Linked DNA regions of Sus scrofa: region 2 is linked to region 1. The links are chromatin contacts, called in public HiChIP or PLAC-seq maps. All regions are on one chromosome and are shown on one strand. Each heading gives the region's core, a stretch centred on a gene start, on an enhancer-like site or on the middle of the called end of the contact. The rest is flanking DNA. Distances are from core to core; before and after follow the strand shown. Region 1 overlaps IPO7 (importin-7). Region 2 has its middle 11 kb from the start of DENND5A.

The links. HiChIP or PLAC-seq counts read pairs in DNA pulled down with a chosen protein or histone mark.
Region 2: an H3K27ac HiChIP or PLAC-seq map of alveolar macrophages shows a contact between it and region 1. The contact joins two enhancer-like sites. A contact is called at or near these places in 1 of 5 promoter capture datasets (liver) and 1 of 2 datasets of contacts at active chromatin or transcription factors (alveolar macrophages).

Annotation. Positions count from the first base shown.
Region 1 is chr9:149,119-151,818 of Sscrofa11.1, reverse strand. The region is part of intron 1 of IPO7 (importin-7); the gene reads left to right. Among named protein-coding and RNA genes, the nearest start is that of IPO7, 13 kb to the left of the region's middle. Within about 2 kb of position 1,323, at least 4 of the 83 cell types and tissues checked have an H3K27ac peak or open chromatin away from gene starts, as enhancers often do. A contact at or near this core is called in alveolar macrophages, where this site is marked.
Region 2 is chr9:256,123-258,822 of Sscrofa11.1, reverse strand. No RefSeq gene overlaps it. Among named protein-coding and RNA genes, the nearest start is that of DENND5A, 11 kb to the left of the region's middle. Within about 2 kb of position 1,447, at least 30 of the 83 cell types and tissues checked have an H3K27ac peak or open chromatin away from gene starts, as enhancers often do. A contact at or near this core is called in alveolar macrophages, where this site is marked.

The sequences.
Region 1 (2,700 bases), core at 74-2,573:
GCTTCCTGGTCAGGTCCGTTTGTGCTGCGCCCTGATGGGAACTCCGGAAGAGAATCACTTTTGTTTATAACTAGTACTGTCAGATTCTAGCAGTTCATTCCAGGAGTTCACAATTTGATGTCAGAGATAACATGTATACGCTGTAATATTTATGGCCTAAAAAAGTACCATATACTGGCCTTTGTGGGCTAAAAATATAAATATGCTTTTTTTGCTCTCACTGCCCCTAGGTGATCACAGCTACTTCCAAGGCATCTTTTTTGTTGTTGTTGATTCATTAAGTTATTCTTTTAATAAATTTGATGAATATTTTTTGTCTTTTTGCCTTTTGATGGCCGCTCCCGCGGCATATGGAGGCTCCCAGACTAGCGGTCTAATCGGAGCTGTAGCCACCGGCGGACACCAGAGCCACAGCAACGAGGGATCCAAGCCGAGTCTGTGACCTACACCACAGCTCACGGCAATGCCGGATCCTTAACTCACTAAGCAAGGCCAGGAATCTAACCCGTAATCTCATGGTTCCTAGTCGGATTCGTTAACTACTGAGCCACGACGGGAACTCCCTGTTGAGTATTTTAAATACGAGACATATCTGGGTATACAAACTGGGTATACAAACAGTGAAGTCCCTACTCTCAGTGGAACTTGAGTAACAGGAGAGGCAGACATAAAGCCAGTCTACAAATACGATAATTACCAGTGTGTGATAAATGTTATGAAGGAAAGAAACCTTGGAGCTTATGAGAGTAATAGTAATACTTAGCTAGCGTGATTGGTGAGGAAATGCTTCTCTAAGGAAATGTTTAAGCTGAGACTTAAACACTGTGAACCTGTGGACCAGTGGTTGCTGTGGTGGAGCATTGGAGAGAAGAGTGTTGCAGGTAGAAAGGCACAGCGTGTATGAACACTGAAATCGGTAACATGTTTATTGTAGAAAGAACCTAAAAAAGACGGCTGAGGTGGGGCAGTGGAGGGGATGAGAGGTTTCTTTAACTGAAGCTGAAGAAATAGGCAGGGGCAAGATCATACAGGGTCTTTTAGCTGTTGGAAAATAGAGCAGAAACTTGTTAAAAGGTTTGCTTAAAGGGGATTCGTTTGCAGTTTTAAAGATCATGGGCTGCTAAATGGAGAATGGTGGGGGTGGCACATGGTTGCATGAAGGGAAATAGACTAGGTTGGTGTTCCTGGGAACGGAGAAAGCAGATGTGTTAACTTTATCAGCATTTTGGAGATAGAATTGACAAGGTCTGGTCTTGAATTGAGGTGGAGGAGGGCGGTACTAAAGACGACATTCTGTTTTCAGGCAGGAGTAACCGAGGGTAGTGATGACAAGGGTTGGGAGAGCTGGTACAAGGAAGTAGGGTCCCTGCTTGTAGGGAAAAAGACAGTGTGAGAGGCCTGTGAGGTAATGAAGGCAGCGATGTTAAGTAGGTTGGTTGGAGTGTCCTGGACTGGAAATGATGTGTTTGACTTACAGCTAGTATTTAAAGACAGAATAGACGAGGTCAGCTGGGGAATAGAAAAGGTGGCTTGAGACTGAGTTCTGGCACCAGGCTCTAGCATTTGTAGATAAAATGAGAAACAAGCAAAGGAGCCTGAAAAGGTGGCAGGATAATTGGTGTAGGGGTTATATAGGCAGAAGAGTGTTTCAAGAAATGATAGTGAAAAAAAAAGAATGAAAGAAAAAGGAATTCCCATTGTGGCTCAGTGGGTTAAGAACTCGACTGGTATCTGTGAGGATCTGGATTCAATTCCTGGCCTCAGTGGGTTATAAAGGATTTGGCATTGCCATGAGCTGCCACATAGGTCGCAGATGTGGCTTGGATCTGGCGTTGCTGTGATTGTGGCATAGGCCGGTGGCTGCAGCTCCCGTTTGACCCGTAGCCTGGGGAATTCCATATGCTGCAGGTACCACCATTTAAAAAAAGAAAAGAAAGAGGCTATAGTGATTAACTGTTCAGATCTGTTTAGAGTCCTGGAAAGGGTAAATTCCTCCCCTTCCTCGACCTAACCACTCCTTAAATTTAAGCATTCCTTCTGGGTGAGGAGATTCAACTTTGAGTCTTCCATAGTCTTCTAGTTCTTCCATTATACTTTATTGCATTACCTGGTTAGTTGTTTTCCTTCACCTAAGTTTCTATGAGGTCATGGGGCCTTACTGTCTTGTTCAACCCTGTATTTTTAGCTCCTGATGTAAGTGTTTTGCACTAAGAACACCCGGATAAGGAGTTCCCATTGTGGTGCAGCAGAAACGAATCTGCCTAGTAACTGTAAGGTTGTGGTTCGATCTCTGGCCTCACTCAGTGGGTTAGGGATCCTGTGTGGCCATGAGCTGTGGTACAGGTCACAGATGTCGATAGGATCCTGGGTTGCTGTGGCTGTGACGTAGGCCAGCAGCTGCAGCTCTCATTTGACCCCTAGCCTGGGAACCTCCATATGCCGTGGGTATGGCCCTGAAAGGCAAAAAAAAAAAAAAAAAAAAAAAAAAAAAAGGAGAGAGAACACCTGAATAATTTTTGGAGTGACCTAATGAATAAAGTATCACTCTGGGTCTAATATGGAAGACATTTTTTATATCCAGAGGGAAGTTTTTCTCTTTCTAAGGATGTGTTTGTAGAATGTGTGAAAAACTCTGCGAAGAGGAAACTAAAATAAAAATCACTGTTGTCCATTGTGAACATGTGCAGAAAAATACTAAAA
Region 2 (2,700 bases), core at 198-2,697, 110 kb before region 1:
ACAAGTGACTACAGACAGTTCCCTGCGCTGCACAGCAGGAGCTCATTGCTTATCCACTCCCAATACAACAGTCTGCATCTACTAAGCCCCAACTCCCAGTCCTTCCCACTCCCTCCCCCTCCCCCTTGGCAACCACAAGTCTGTTCTCCAAGTCCATGACTGTCTTTTCGGTGGAAAGGTTCCTTTGTGCCGTATAATAGATTCCAGATATAAGTGATATCGTATGGTATTTGTCTTTCTCTTTCTGACTTACTTCACTTAGCTTGAGAGTCTCTAGTTCCACCCATGTTGCTGCGAATGGCATTATTTTGTTCTTTTTTGTGACTGAGTAGTATTCCATTGTGTGTGTGTGTGTGTGTGTGTGTGTGTGTGTGTGTGTGTGTGTATGACACAATCCATTCATGTGTCAATGGACATTTAGGTTGTTTCCACGTCTTGGCTCTGGCGAACAGCAGTGCAGTGAACATAGGGGGGCATGTATCTTTTTCAATGAAAGTTTTCTCTGGATATATGCCCAGGAGTGGGATTGCTGGGTCATATGGTAGTTCTATATTTAGTTTTCTGAGTTCTGTTCATTTCCACTGAGCCACAGTGGGAACTCCCCAATAGCTGCATCTCTGAAAGTCCTTTGCTGCTTTTCCACCCCAGGGGCCCTATAATTAGAAAGACGTGTGTGAAACAAACTGCACTGATAGTCAATTTTCACATCTTTTGTTAATAAAACATACATTAATCTGATGTTCGAACCTTTTAATTAATGCAAGTTACAGAGACACAAAGTTAATGTAATTCTACCCAAAAGCAAGGGAAAAGGAGGGGTATGGGTGTTTTGTTTGTTTGTTTGTTTGTTTGAAGCCTCTAGAGGCTTCTCCTAGATAAAAGCACTATCTCATCCCCTAGGAGGAAACTATCCAAAAGCCCCCGCCAAGGCAGTCTTCATGGGCCCCCAGGGACAAGGCGATATAAAAGGAGGAACTACAGGGTTTTGGGTTTTTTTTCTTTTTTGGCTGCCCTGAGGTTATTACAAGAATGTCGCATAACTAAGAATGTGCAAGGATCAGATATGAGCTGCAGTGGGGACCTAAGCCACAGCCGCAGCCACTAGGGATCCTTAACCCACTGTGCCGGGGCGGGGGGGGCGGGAATGGAACCTGCTTCCCAGGGCCGCATCCACAGCCGGAACTCCAGGAACTTCAGGTCCCGCTTCTCAGCCGAATGCCTCTGAGACGGCCTTCGGAGCTGTGCCTGGGCCACCCTCTGGCCTCTGCCCGACGCCTGCCTGCCGTCCTCGAGGTCCGCCACACTCGGGGCGCGAGTTCTGTTCGTGCCTCTGACCCCTGAGGACGCTGAGGATGACAGCAGGGCTGCCCTCACGCTTGCGCAGGCTGAGCGTTGCCCAAGACCCCATCCCCGGGCGTCCCTGTTAACCGATGCCGTTATTACGGTTTCCAACAGATGGCAGTGAAGCAGCCCCAGAAAGGAGCGCTTTTCCTCCCCACCTCGCAGTACCAGCTGCCAGTGGGGCCGCCTTTGTGTGCGCTGCCCGACCTTCTGGGAACCAGAGGGGCCTCAGGGAACTGGGAGGAGAACAGCAGCCGTGCTCGCTCTCTCGCCTTCATGGCTGCGCCCTGTCCCTCGGCCCCTGCTCCTCGCCTCCCAGCCTCTCTCTGCTGTTTACAAGGGCTCTGTGCTGGACACAGCAGTGGGAGTCCGTGTCCGTTCTGACCTCCTTCTATTACACCCAGGGGCACCTCCTTAGGTGTCACACCCATGCTCAGAGCTCTGTGTTCAGGAGGGCTCCTGCCATCATATATAAATACACACGATGCATATACACTTATATACTCATATACATACGTCATACATACATCATTTATATACATCACATATATATAATATATATATCTTAGGGCCGCATCTACAGCCTATGGAAGTTCCTGGGTAGGGGTTGAAGGGAGCTGCAGCTGCCAGCCTGCACCATAGCCACAGCCACACCAGATCTGAGCTGCATCAGCAACCTATGCTGCAGCTTGTGGCAAGCTGGATCCTTAACACACTGAGGCCAGGGATCAAACTGCATACACAAGGACACTGTGTCAGGTTCTTAACCCACTGAGCCGTAATGGGAACTCCCATCGGACAATTCTCAATGATGTTTTCTTTGAACTTGTGTCCTTCAGGTGAAGTCTGAGAGGATAAGGATGCATGCACGTGAGCAGGTGCTATATGAGCAACACGTACATCCGCTGTGCCTCGCTGCCTCACACCTGTACAGTGCCTGCAAGGCCCCATGGGCGGAGACCGGCAGTGCCTCTGTGGTGCATGGGAATTCGGCGAGACTCAAAGCCGGCACAGGCAAGCATGCTCTTTGGTACCTGCATGAGCAAGGGTGCTGGCTATCCTGACAAGGTGTGCTTTCTATCCAAGACAGAAATTGCTTCTAACACAGAAGGAGGCCGATAGCATTCCGAAAAACACACAAACTGAGGAACCACAGCATATTCTTAGTTACGTGACCTTCTTGCAGTAACCAGCGACTTGCTAAAAACGGTGAGATAGAGGGAAAGGGCAAAATGGGGCGACCCAGAGTTCCTTTTTTGCAGTACTTTCTTACTGTCAGTCGGTCAGAGGGGAAGGTTGGTAGAACGCGGGCTCATCAAGAAGACGGCAGAGCCGCTCTTGGCAGCATTTCCACTATTC